Regions from separate parts of the Zea mays genome. Here region 2 is linked to region 1. The links are chromatin contacts, called in public Hi-C maps. All regions are on one chromosome and are shown on one strand. Each heading gives the region's core, a stretch centred on a gene start, on an enhancer-like site or on the middle of the called end of the contact. The rest is flanking DNA. Distances are from core to core; before and after follow the strand shown.

Region 1 (2,753 bases), core at 134-2,633:
GAATCTGATCCGCCGACGAGGTGCCGCCACGTCGCCCGATCTTCTATAGGGTTCTCGTAACAGTCCGAAAATCTGAAATAATATCTCTCGTACAAGGCATGTTTAAGCCCCGTTTGGAGGGCTGTTTCAGCTTCACTCCTCTAAGAAAAATAGCTTCCTCATTATTTTCAGTAAGGACAAACACTCTATTTGGCAAAAAGTCGTTGAAGAAGCCCTACCAAAAGGGAACTAATCACTAGCTAAGCTAAAAATTAGTCTAAATTAGTTCTAGTATATCTATATAGAAGAGTTAATTTTAATAAAAAAGCTTTTAACTAGTTGTTAGCTAACCAGTATGCTAGTTTTAGCTAATTTAGACAATTTTTCTAATCGAACCAAGTAAACAGTTATAATTTATGCCAACATACCCCCAATTTGGAAAGTTGGAGAGGCGACGAACTCGTGAGATTACGAGGCACGTTAAAGCAAAGCAATCATCACCAGCAGACAGAGTACGATGGCCCAGGATCAGAGAACCCATCTAGGGTACCGTTTGGTTCAAATATTTGTAACGTAATGGTTAATTGATAACGTTAAATCATGTTTGTTTTAGTCTAACCGTAATCAGATACCATACTAAAAATTGATACCGGACTATTCAAATTTGTTACCGCCCGTAATCGAGTGTAAACCATTACCATTAGCCTTTATGTTACATTTCGTGAACCAAACAGCACCTAGATTCGTACTTACCACGCAGGGCCGCGAGATCTAGATGTGGCCTGGGTTTCATGCGAGCCGTTACCACCGGCACGTCATCAGTGGGCGGAGAGGACAGCCACCAGTTGGTGCGGACTTTGACCTGCCCGGCCGGTCGCCGGTCGACACGTACATACATACAATACAAGCGTCGTGTCGAGCGCGGCACCGTGTCCGTCGGTCGACCTTGTGGTCGGATATTTTCGGAGGCGAGGCAAGACAAGACGGTAGATACCACCACCGCTTTGTTTTACCAGCGAGGGTGAGTCCACGCGCACGCAGTAGGGCAAAGGCAAAGGAAGCCGAAAGGCAATTCCGCCTTTGGTGCAACGTGCAAGAATAGTATTTGTTTCGAGCACGACGAGGTTTCTGTGGACGAGGGTCACTCTACGTACGTACGATGACGAAGAGGCGCCGACCGCCATGCCAGCGAGCGTGTCCCGTGCCCCCGCATAGGATCCAATCGTTTCCTTCTCGGTTGGAGTAACTATAACCACTTGTGCAGCACAGCACAGGGAGAGCTCTCATGTCCGGACTGCACGGTCGATCGCACACAGCCGCGACTTGCGAGCGTCCGTCCAGCCACCCGGACCCGGCAGCCACCGCTCCTTAAATACGCGCCACGCTTAGCTCTCGGTCTCGCTACGCTTAATCGCTTCGCTTCCGCCCTCCATCGATCACCTCCAAAGATCGAGAGCGGCTCGCTCGTCAAGCGCTCCATCGAGCCGTCGGTGCAGGAGCCAAATCATATATATATAGGCGGACAGGAGGAAGACCCGCCGATGGGTCACCACCGCGGCGGCTGCCGCTGCGAGCTCTGCGGCGCGCCCGCGGCCGTGCACTGCGCGGCGGACGCGGCCTTCCTCTGCGCCGCCTGCGACGCCAAGGTGCACGGCGCCAACTTCCTCGCGTCGCGCCACCGCCGCACGCGCCTCCTCCTCGCGGCGCCGGACGAGTGCGGGTACGAGTCCGGGGCGAGCTCCTGCGTGTCCACGGCGGTCGACTCTGCGGCGCCGCCGCCGCGGCGGACCCGCGGGGGCGGCAGCCCGGGCCCGCGCTCGCGCGGCGAGGCGGTGCTCGAGGCGTGGGCCAGGCGGACGGGCCTGACGGCGGCGGACGCGCGCCGGCGCGCCGCGGCGGCGGCGCGGGCGCTCCGGGCCCACGCCCACGGCCTCGCCTCCGCGCGCGTCGCGCCGCGCGTCGCCATGGCCGCCGCGCTGTGGCGGGAGGTGGCGGGGCGCGGCGGGACCGGCGGCGGCGGCCACGGCCACGGCGAGGCGCTGCGGCGGCTGGAGGCGTGCGCGCACGTGCCGGCGGGGCTCGTGGTGGCGGTGGCCAAGTCCATGGCGCGCGCGCGCGGGCGGGGGGACGAGGCCGACACGGACGCCGCGGCGGAGGGCTGGGACGAGTGCGCCTGGGCCGGGCCCAAGTCCAGCCCGCCACGTCCTTGATCTTTTCTCGTGCTCGCTGATGAAATGAAGAACGAAACCGAACGAATGGGAGGACACAGACTTCGGGATTTGTGGACCTTGTTTGTTTTGCGCAAGGCCCAACAAAACTTGTGGTTTTAGAATAGGAGACACAGCATATATTAAAGTATTGATTAGACTTGTGAGCTAATGTGGCTCCAAATGCGGTGCCCGGGTGCCCACAATGTTCGCTAAACTGCAATTATCCGCATCACTATTACATGATATATATCTAGACATAAATCTAAAGAAGATAAAGCATCTTATACTTCAGCTTCGAGGTGTGACATCATGATATCAATTATACGAGAGAGATGGGGTTATATGCCTAAAACTGTTTTAATAGAGTGTTGACAAAACAATATGCACACACATATAATAGAGTGTTGACAAAACTCTACATCCTATGTGATCTATATGTTTAGATGTAAGTGTTGACAGTGTGGAACTAAGAACCTAGAGATTTTGAACCAGGTCCACAATTACAGCGTTCCAGCGTGGGTGGCTATCACTGAACACTACTAGCAGCCGCTGAATGTTAGTGGG
Region 2 (2,753 bases), core at 64-2,563, 310 kb before region 1:
TGATTTAGAACAAACTAAAAAGATGAGCTTACGTGGACAGAGGGAGTACTACTTTTGATGTTTGTAATATTTCTTAGTTATTAGAGACAATACTCAAAAGTTGTGCTTTGCTTGTTACTATTGCACATTTGATCAAAAAAAATTATGCAGGTGGAATACCCAGTTGTGAAATCCTGGATCGGCCCGCTGTGAACTCTGGTTACCGTGCGATCTGGCTATCGAGAGTCGGCCGGCGTACCTAGACGTATGTAGGTGTCGGCAAAGAAAAAACCGCTTTCTTTGTGTGTTTTCCCCCCTGATCGAGAGTCGGCGTCAGGCGACACGGACCAAGCACCGTACTTCTAGACGGTACGTATGTAGGTGATGGCAAAAAAAAAAAAGGCGCATTTTTGTGTGTTTTTTCCCTGAACAAGTAATCCATCTGTCGGCAGCGAATGAGTGAAAATAAAAGAACATCCTCGGATAGCTTAACCACGGGCCTTCGATCTCATATACTAGCATATACTAGCAAATACGCCAAGAGCATGTCCGCGCTGGAAATCGGTGGAGTAGGCTAAAGTTGGCACTTTGGCAACAGAGGTTCAGGTTCGAATTCAACTTCTTACCAAAACGGGCGACCACCAAATGCACCTCTCTTCTCGATGACTTGGTCGATCTGGAGATCGGAGTAGTGCCGGAGGTGAAGACGCGAATGAAGATAGTAGAAGGAAATTAAAACCGGCCGGCCGTCGATGGTGTACGTCGTCGACCTTCTTCTTCTATTCTAGTCATGCAGGATAGCCGGGTAGGTGACGAGGCGCCTGGCGCAGGCGGTGCAGGCGAACCTCCGCTTGGTCCTGCGGCAGAGCGGCAGGCAGCAGAGCGCCCACTCGGCCTCCACGTCCGTGGCCGCCACCACGCCGCCGCAGTAGGGGCAGCTCCCGGGCGCCTTCTGCACGCCCAGCACCTTCTCCGCCTTGCCGCACAGCAGCATAACCGCCGGGCCGGACGACGACGACGCCGACCCTACTGCGGCCGCGGCCATCCCCGCCATCGTACCTATCGCGATATCGATCCCGGCCTCTCTCTTTCTATGTGACTGTGAGGGACGTACAATACGAGTATAGGACACACCAGCTAGCTAGCTAGCTGAGGCTCTCCTCTCGCAGGTGCTTGACCGCAGGCAGGACGACGTGTGTGTTCGCTCGGTGCTTCTTTGGGCTAGCTAGCTAGCTAGCTGCTAAGGACAAACATCACGTCACGGGTGCTGTGCCGGGGGTACCGTACGTGCAGTGCAGCAAGCGCGCGCTGGCCGGCGAGCGAGCTGTGCGCCGGTGGGGCTCGCGTGTTAACGCCGGTGGGGTTATCGCAATTAATTCTCTCCTGCCTCTGTGGTTGGTGCAGTTGCCGACTTGCCGTGGCTGTCTTTACGGCGGCGTGCGCGTGAGCTCTCGCTGGGATTTACCGTCGTATGTGGGCACCGCACTGCGTGCCCAGTGCGGCTCTCGTCAGCCGACTCTGTCGTCGTCGTCGTTGCGGGCGTGGAGAGCCGATCGGACGACTGGACGAGGGGGCGAAACACGCGCGCGCGTGGTGGCGTCGTCGTCGAGTGCGGGTTGACGTGAGGGCCGCCGGCCGCGCGGGGCGGCAAAGCAAACTGCGTTTGCATGGCTCGGCGCGCGGTGGACGGGGACAGCTGGACAAGAGGACGCGGCGGAGATGCGCGCGCCGGCCGGGCCGCTTTTGCTTGGGCTTATTTGGACCGGTCACATGTACTGCTTGGCGCTGTGAGGGCCTGTGGGGGTGCGCGGCGTAGTGGCTAGCCTGGGCACTGGGCAGGGTAGTATCCCACGTCCTTCATTTCAATTGGTGCGCGTCGTTGCATGACCTGGGTCTCCACTCTCCAACCTCATCATCATCATGCCTGTGTGGCTGTGTCCCACACACCGTGCCCGTACATGTATACTGTCCCCAGTCCCCAGGATGTCTATCTTTTACATTGGAAACTTAGGACTGTTAGCTTCGAATTAAAAACAATTGTGCACTGATGTAGATGTAATCTATAGAAACAAAAATATTGTAGATGCAGTAGAAACCGGTACAGATTAAATCCAAATGAACAGTTGTCTCTATATCTATCCTTTATAGATTTTTATAAAAGTTTCTTTCTCTCTATCTAATTTTTCTCTCTAGTAACATTATCTATATATTGTCCTCTCTACATCAAAAGCACATAATATTTTAGTTTTGTTTAATTTGTTATCTAAAATATAAAAATAATTAGAGGAGAGAAGAGAAAGTCCATACATATACCATGTGATTGGTAGCCCGGCCGGCTATGTGCAGGCTCAGCGGGTGCATTGACTATGGTCGTGCACGTGATTGGTCCCCTGCTTAGGATGAGACGAGTCTGCTCACGCGCATGCAGCACAGTTAATTTTTTAGCTCCCGCTTGCACGCGTGGGTATACGGGGAGGAGGCTTCTCTGCTAGTCTAGGTCGGCACGAGCCTAGCACTCGTGGGCACTGAAACCAATCACGCGGATAGAGGATGAGTGGAGTGTCTATTTAGAGAGAGTTTTAGAGGATATTTTTAGAGACTATATAGGAGAAAATATTCTCTATATTTAGGATAGAGGAACAAATAGAGTCTAGGTCTTAATCTTATACACATGTTTCTTATGTACCTATATTAGATATGTTTACGAAGCTTGAGCAACCTAGAGCCAAAGTTGTTCCGCCAGCGGCTGTTGTGACTGCCAGCAGCTTGCGAAA

Evidence for each region. Hi-C and Micro-C count contacts between places; a contact is called where the count stands out from the background.
Region 2: a Hi-C map of tassel shows a contact between it and region 1, with 3 times the contacts expected there. The contact joins the promoter of LOC100277450 here to the promoter of LOC100281114 in region 1. A contact is called at or near these places in 3 of 25 Hi-C or Micro-C datasets (ear, endosperm and tassel).

What each region holds. Positions count from the first base shown.
Region 1 is chr9:110,752,646-110,755,398 of Zm-B73-REFERENCE-NAM-5.0, reverse strand. LOC100281114 (B-box zinc finger family protein) reads left to right here and starts at 1,383. Exons shown (of 1, transcript NM_001154033.2): 1 at 1,383-2,480. The coding sequence starts at 1,521. The coding sequence ends at 2,189.
Region 2 is chr9:111,059,786-111,062,538 of Zm-B73-REFERENCE-NAM-5.0, reverse strand. It overlaps LOC100277450, which reads right to left and starts at 1,313. Exons shown (of 1, transcript XM_008661654.4): 1 at 436-1,313. The coding sequence starts at 1,033. The coding sequence ends at 764.